Regions from separate parts of the Podarcis muralis genome. Here region 2 is linked to region 1. A link is a contact called in public Hi-C data. All regions are on one chromosome and are shown on one strand. Each heading gives the region's core, a stretch centred on a gene start, on an enhancer-like site or on the middle of the called end of the contact. The rest is flanking DNA. Distances are from core to core; before and after follow the strand shown. Region 1 holds the start of CDC37L1 (cell division cycle 37 like 1, HSP90 cochaperone). Region 2 holds the start of NDUFB6 (NADH:ubiquinone oxidoreductase subunit B6).

Region 1 (2,997 bases), core at 396-2,895:
CTATATTTCTGGGGTCCTCCCCTCTCCTGCCCGCCTTGGCGTGTGGATCTGCAGCTCCACCTCCAGTGGCATCTTCACCACAAACACACACACACGTATATACATTCATGTAGACAAGGTATATACGTTTATGCACACAAACACGTGTTGATACTATCTCGCAGCTACATTTCTGAGGTTCTCCGCATCTGGCCTTGCACAGCCCCCCCTCTCCTGCCGGCCTCACCGCGTGGATCTGCAGCTCCACCACCACCTTGAGCGGCATCCTCCGGGGCGCGAGAGGGGCTCTTCCTTCCGCCAGGGCAGCCACACCGTCGCTGTGCGGGTGGGGGGGGGAGAAAGCGTCGTGTTGCCATGGCGACGCCAACGTTCCGGCGTCCCTCGCTCGCCGCGGGGAGGGGAAGGGAGGGGAGGAGGGGCCTCGGGTCCTTTCCCCCAGGCGCCTCTCTCTCTCTCTGACGGCGGGGGCTGGGTTTACTCGCGAGCAAAACTGCTTAGGCGAGAAGAGCCTAGGCAGCTGGAGGTTTCCTCCTTGCAAGCTTTGCAAGCTGCTTTTTTTTCCTCGGCGGGGCTCATCATGCGCCTTTCGCACAGCTGCAGGATTTCAGCAGGTGGAGGAGGAGCATCACCTGTTGAATTTCTGCCGAAATGAAAGGCAGGCTGCCGTTTGGTGTCAAAAACGTCCTAGCCGGGAAATTGGTGCAAGGGAACAACCGGTCCCGCCGGCAGGTGGCCCCTTTCTGCCTTCTCCCCGAGCCCTGCAAGCTGGAAAGCTTTTGCCCTAGCAAATGATGATGATGATGATGATGATGTTAATGGGCTGCTTGGGATTAATTCCGGCTTGGGATTCATCCAGTCCAGCCTTTCGCATAATGAATTCTGCATATAAGTTAAATAACCAGGGAGTCTCTCCTTCGGTAGAGCATGAGACGCTTCATCATCTCAGGGTTGTGGGTTCGAGTCTCACGATGGGTGAAAGATTCCTGCATTACAGGGGGTTGGACAAGATGGCCCTCGAGGCCTCTTCCAACTCTATGAACCTATGTAGTAATAGTAATAATCAGTGCTTTTTTCAATAATAATAATATATGTTTAGGGGTACTCTCATTTGGAATCAAGAAAATCACAATTTTATAGTTCAAATCGGGGGAAATAAATACAGTAAATGGACAAAAGTGCAAAGATTCACAAAATGTTTAGGGGTATGCGTACCCTGTGTCCCCCCAGAAAAAAGCACTGGTAATAATAATAATAAGTTGTTAATGGGCTGCTGAATCATGCATGCTTCAGTGGAAGCATGAGACACTTCATCTCAGGTTTGTGGGTTCGAGTCCCACGTTGGGTGAAAAATTCCTGCATTGCGTGGGGTTGGACTAGATAACCCTCGTGGACCCTTCTCACTCTATGAACCTATGTAATTGTAATAATAATAATAATAGTGAGACGCAATAGCAACGGCAGACGCTGCCTGAGCTGCCCAGAGGAGCCGGCGCCTCCGGCTCAGCCCACCGCGCAAGCGCGAGGCTTCCCTCCCTGTCTCCTAGCAACCGCCCGGACAGCTGACGCAGCCGTGGAGAGGGGGCGGGAGGAGGCAGCGGCGCGGTGAGCTCATAAGCCGGCGACGCGGCGTTGTTGCCGGAAGTGCCTCCCGCAGGAACTTCCGGCGGGACCTTGTAGTAGAAGCCGGAAGTCGAGGCTGAGACGGGGCAGGGATGTCTCTGTGGCTGCCGCGCTCCCAGGACCTGCGCGCGGGGCAGCAGGAAGACCTCCTCCCCCGGCCAGGCGCTCAGGTACAGCCGCTCCTCCGGCAGAGACGCCGAGAGGCTCCTCGGAAGGACTCGCTCCCCTTCTCCGAGAGGGGCGCTCGCAGGAACGGGGCAGCGGGGGGTCCGGTTCCTTCCCGTCCCTTGCTCGGTGGCGTCGCTCGAGGCACCTTGGCGGGCTTGGCCTGGCTGCTGATCTCTCCTTATTCACACACACACCCCGACGTCGTCACTTTAGCCGTCTCCCTGCCCCCCCCCGGAGACTGAGGGTTGCCCCCTCTCCTGGATAATATAGGATTATTAGAAGCATGTTGTTGTTTAGTCGTGTCCGACTCTTCGTGACCCCATGGACCAGAGCATGCCAGGCACTCCTGTCTTCCACCGTCTCCCGCAGTTTGGTCAAACTCGTGTTTGTAGCTTCGAGAACACCGTCCAACCATCTTGTCCTCTGTCGTCCCCTTCTCCTTGTGCCCTCCATCTTTCCCAACATCAGGGTCTTTTCCAGGGAGTCTTCTCTTCTCATGAGGTGGCCAAAGTATTGGAGCCTCAACTTCACGATCTGCCCTTCCAGTGAGCACTCAGGGCTGATTTCCTTAAGAATGGATACGTTTGATCTTCTTGCAGTCCATGGGACTCTCAAGAGTCTCCTCCAGCACCATAATTCAAAAGCATCAATTCTTCGGCGATCAGCCTTCTTGATGGTTCAGCTCTCACTTCCATACATCACTACTGGGAAAACCATGGCTTTGACTATACGGACCTTTGTTGGCAAGGTGATGTCTCTGCTTTTTAGGATGCTGTCTAGGTTTGCCATCGCCTTTCTCCCAAGGAGCAGGCGTCTTTTAATTTCGTGTCTGCTGTCACCATCTGCAGTGATCATGGAGCCCAAAAAAGTTAAATCTCTCACTGCCTCCATTTCTTCCCCTTCTATTTGCCAGGAGGTGATGGGACCAGTGGCCATGATCTTCGTTTTTTTGATGTTGAGTTTCAGACCATATTTTGCGCTCTCCTCTTTCACCCTCATTAAAAGGTTCTTTAATTCCTCCTCGCTTTCTGCCATCAAGGTTGTGTCATCTGCATATCGGAGGTTGTTGATATTTCTTCTGGCGATCTTAATTCCGGCTTGGGATTCATCCAGTCCAGCCTTTCGCATAATGAATTCTGCATATAAGTTAAATAACCAGGGAGACAATATACAGCCTTGCCGTACTCCTTTCCCAATTTTGAACCTATC
Region 2 (2,703 bases), core at 171-2,670, 230 kb before region 1:
TCGTGTTTTGCAATCCAAAACATCTGGAGAGCGCCAGGTTGGGAACAGAGAGAGAAATTAACGGACGTGTTTTTTAAGAACTCATATTTTTAAGCAAAACATGGCCCCTTTACTGGCTTACCCCAATTAAAAACCATAATGAAAATACTGGTTGCAATTCAACAATATAACAATGTACATAATACAGTCATACCTCGGGTTACAGACGCTTCAGGTTGCGCACCGCGCCAAACCAGGAATTACCGGAACGGGTTACTTCCGGGTTTCGGCGCTCCTGCATGCACAGAAGTGCTAAATCATGCTTTGTGCATGCACAGAAGAGCTGAATCAAGACTCGCGCGTGCGCAGATGCGGCGCTGCGGGTTGCGAACTTGCCTCTCACACGGATCACATTCGCAACCCGAGCATCCACTGTACAGTGGTACCTCGGGTTAAGAACTTAATTCGTTCTGGAGGTCCGTTCTTAACCTGAAACTCTTCTTAACCTGAGGTACCACTTTAGCTAATGGGGGCCTCCCGCTGCCGCCGCACGATTTCTCTTCTCATCCTGAAGCAAAGTTCTTAACCCAAGGTAATATTTCTGGGTTAGCGGACCGAGGTACCACTGTATGCAAACCTTGATGATTGCAGGTATAGGAACAAGAAGTGAAATCCTGACTTTACATTGGCTCAGTTAGGGTGCTATTTGCCTGCTGCTTTCTGCAACAACAAAAAACCCCTCATTTCAAGAAGAAGAAAAATGCCCTGTCCCACTGCATCTTTTAATAACATATCCTCACAGAGGGAAATAGTCTATAGCATTCTGAAGGGTTGCTACAACCTTTGGTTCTAATCGCCAATGTTTTATTGATTCATCGCCTTTTTTATTTTATTCCTTTCTCTTTTATGATTTTATTGTCTAAATTATGCCAATAAAAGGATGGGTGAATGTTCTAATCCATTTATCAACACGTCCCGATAGTTCAGCAAATCCAGCTCATTCCCACATTCTTAACAGCTCAAGCCCAACCATGCCTACTCGGAAGAAAGCCCTACATCAGTGAGGCTTGGTGATTTGATGCTAAACAGCTAAACCAAAGCAAGTCTGGCTGCTGGTGATGCCATGAATTTGAATCTGATCAGGGCTTCTTGAAGAAGAAAGGTGGGGTAAAAATAATATAAAAATAAAAAAATAAAAAATAAAAATATAAAATAATAACATAAAATAAAATAAAAAGGTGGGACGTAAATAAAATAGAAATTAATATACAATACAATACGGGAGGAGACCTCAGACATTCAAGTGAGGCTCTTTTAGGTGATATACGGGAAAGCTCGGCTCTCTGCTCTGTTTGATCCGCTTCTGCTGGATTCAAGATGCAGGCGTCGCCCCCCAGAGCCAGAAAAGTGTAGAGCCATGCATAGCAGCGGAGCAGCCGCAGATTCCGGGGCAAAATGCCAACTTCCTACGCAAAGCAGGGAGCCGTTCTCCGTCCTGAAAAACCGGATAGAAAGACGTTACTGGGGTTTTCTTTTCACGCTTCCTGCGTTTTGGATTCTCAACAAAATCACCTTTTTAATTTAAAAAAACTCACGTTGAAAAGTACTGGGAGGGGGAAAGGTGCCTACGAAGAACCCATCCCGCATCGCCGGAAGTATGAAACCGTGTGTCACTTTAACCTTTTTTCCTTCTTCCTATCTCTATGGGGTCCTGCGGCGGCGGCGCGCGAGGGTGACGCCACTTCCTGTCCGTCGGTCGCCGTGCTGCTGCCCGCTGCCGGGCAAGGTCGTGTGGAGATGGCTCCTCCGGGCTCGGAGCTGGGCCGCGGCGGCATCGTCCCTCAGGGGACGACGATGGGCTACACGGCCGACGAGAAGCTTCGCCTGGAGCAGCTGAGGGCGCTGCGGCGCCGCTGGCTGAAGGACCAGGAGCTGAGCCCCAGGGAGCCCGTCCTGCCCCCGAGGAAGCCCGGCCTGGTGGAAGGCTTCTGGGAGGGGTTCCTCAAGCCCGGCGGGCTCTGGAGGCAGCAGGTGAGGCGGGGAGGGAGGGAGGCCCAAGGGAGACTCTTTCCTCGCGGGTTTAGGTCAGGCATAGGCAAACCCGGACCTCCAGATGTTTTGGGACTACATCTCCCATCATCCCTAGCTAACAGGACCAGTGATCAGGGATGATGGGAGTTGTAGTCGTCGTCGTCGTCATCATCATCATCATCGTCAAACCTTTCCTTGGCATCGCATACAAACATCCAAAACAAATCAATACAGAATTACTGCTTCCCCAGTGGCGCTGTGGGTTAAACCACAGGGTTAAACCACAGAGCCTAGGACTTGCTGATCAGAAGGTCGGCAGTTCGAATCCCCGCGATGGGGTGAGCTCCCGTTGCTCGGTCCCTGCTCCTGCCAACTTAGCAGTTTGAAAGCATGTCAAAGTGCAAGTAGATAAATAGGCACCGCTCCAGCAGGAAGGTAAACGCCGTTTCCGTGCTTTGCTCTGGTTCGCCAGAAGCGGCTTAGTCCTGCTGGCCACATGACCTTGGCCAATAAAGCGAGATGAGCGCCGCAACCCCAGAGTCTGTCACGACTGGACCTAACAGTCAGGGCTCCCTTTACCTTTACAGTGGCACAAACATTTGCTCAAAGAAAGGAGGCAGGGCAGTCTATCGTCACATCTCTTGGTCTCCAGGGAGATCAGACGTCTGCAGTGTATTTTGACGGCAAAGACCC

The links. A called contact is a pair of places that touch in the nucleus more often than the background predicts.
Region 2: a Hi-C map of blood shows a contact between it and region 1, with 5 times the contacts expected there. The contact joins the promoter of NDUFB6 here to the promoter of CDC37L1 in region 1. A contact is called at or near these places in 2 of 3 Hi-C or Micro-C datasets (blood and tail).

What each region holds. Positions count from the first base shown.
Region 1 is chr17:22,269,349-22,272,345 of rPodMur119.hap1.1, reverse strand. CDC37L1 (cell division cycle 37 like 1, HSP90 cochaperone) reads left to right here and starts at 1,645. Exons shown (of 7, transcript XM_028711935.2): 1 at 1,645-1,790. The coding sequence starts at 1,713. SPATA6L (spermatogenesis associated 6 like) reads right to left here and starts at 797. Exons shown (of 11, transcript XM_028711927.2): 1 at 227-797. The coding sequence starts at 265.
Region 2 is chr17:22,498,919-22,501,621 of rPodMur119.hap1.1, reverse strand. It overlaps NDUFB6 (NADH:ubiquinone oxidoreductase subunit B6), which reads left to right and starts at 1,420. Exons shown (of 4, transcript XM_028711936.2): 1 at 1,420-2,010. The coding sequence starts at 1,435.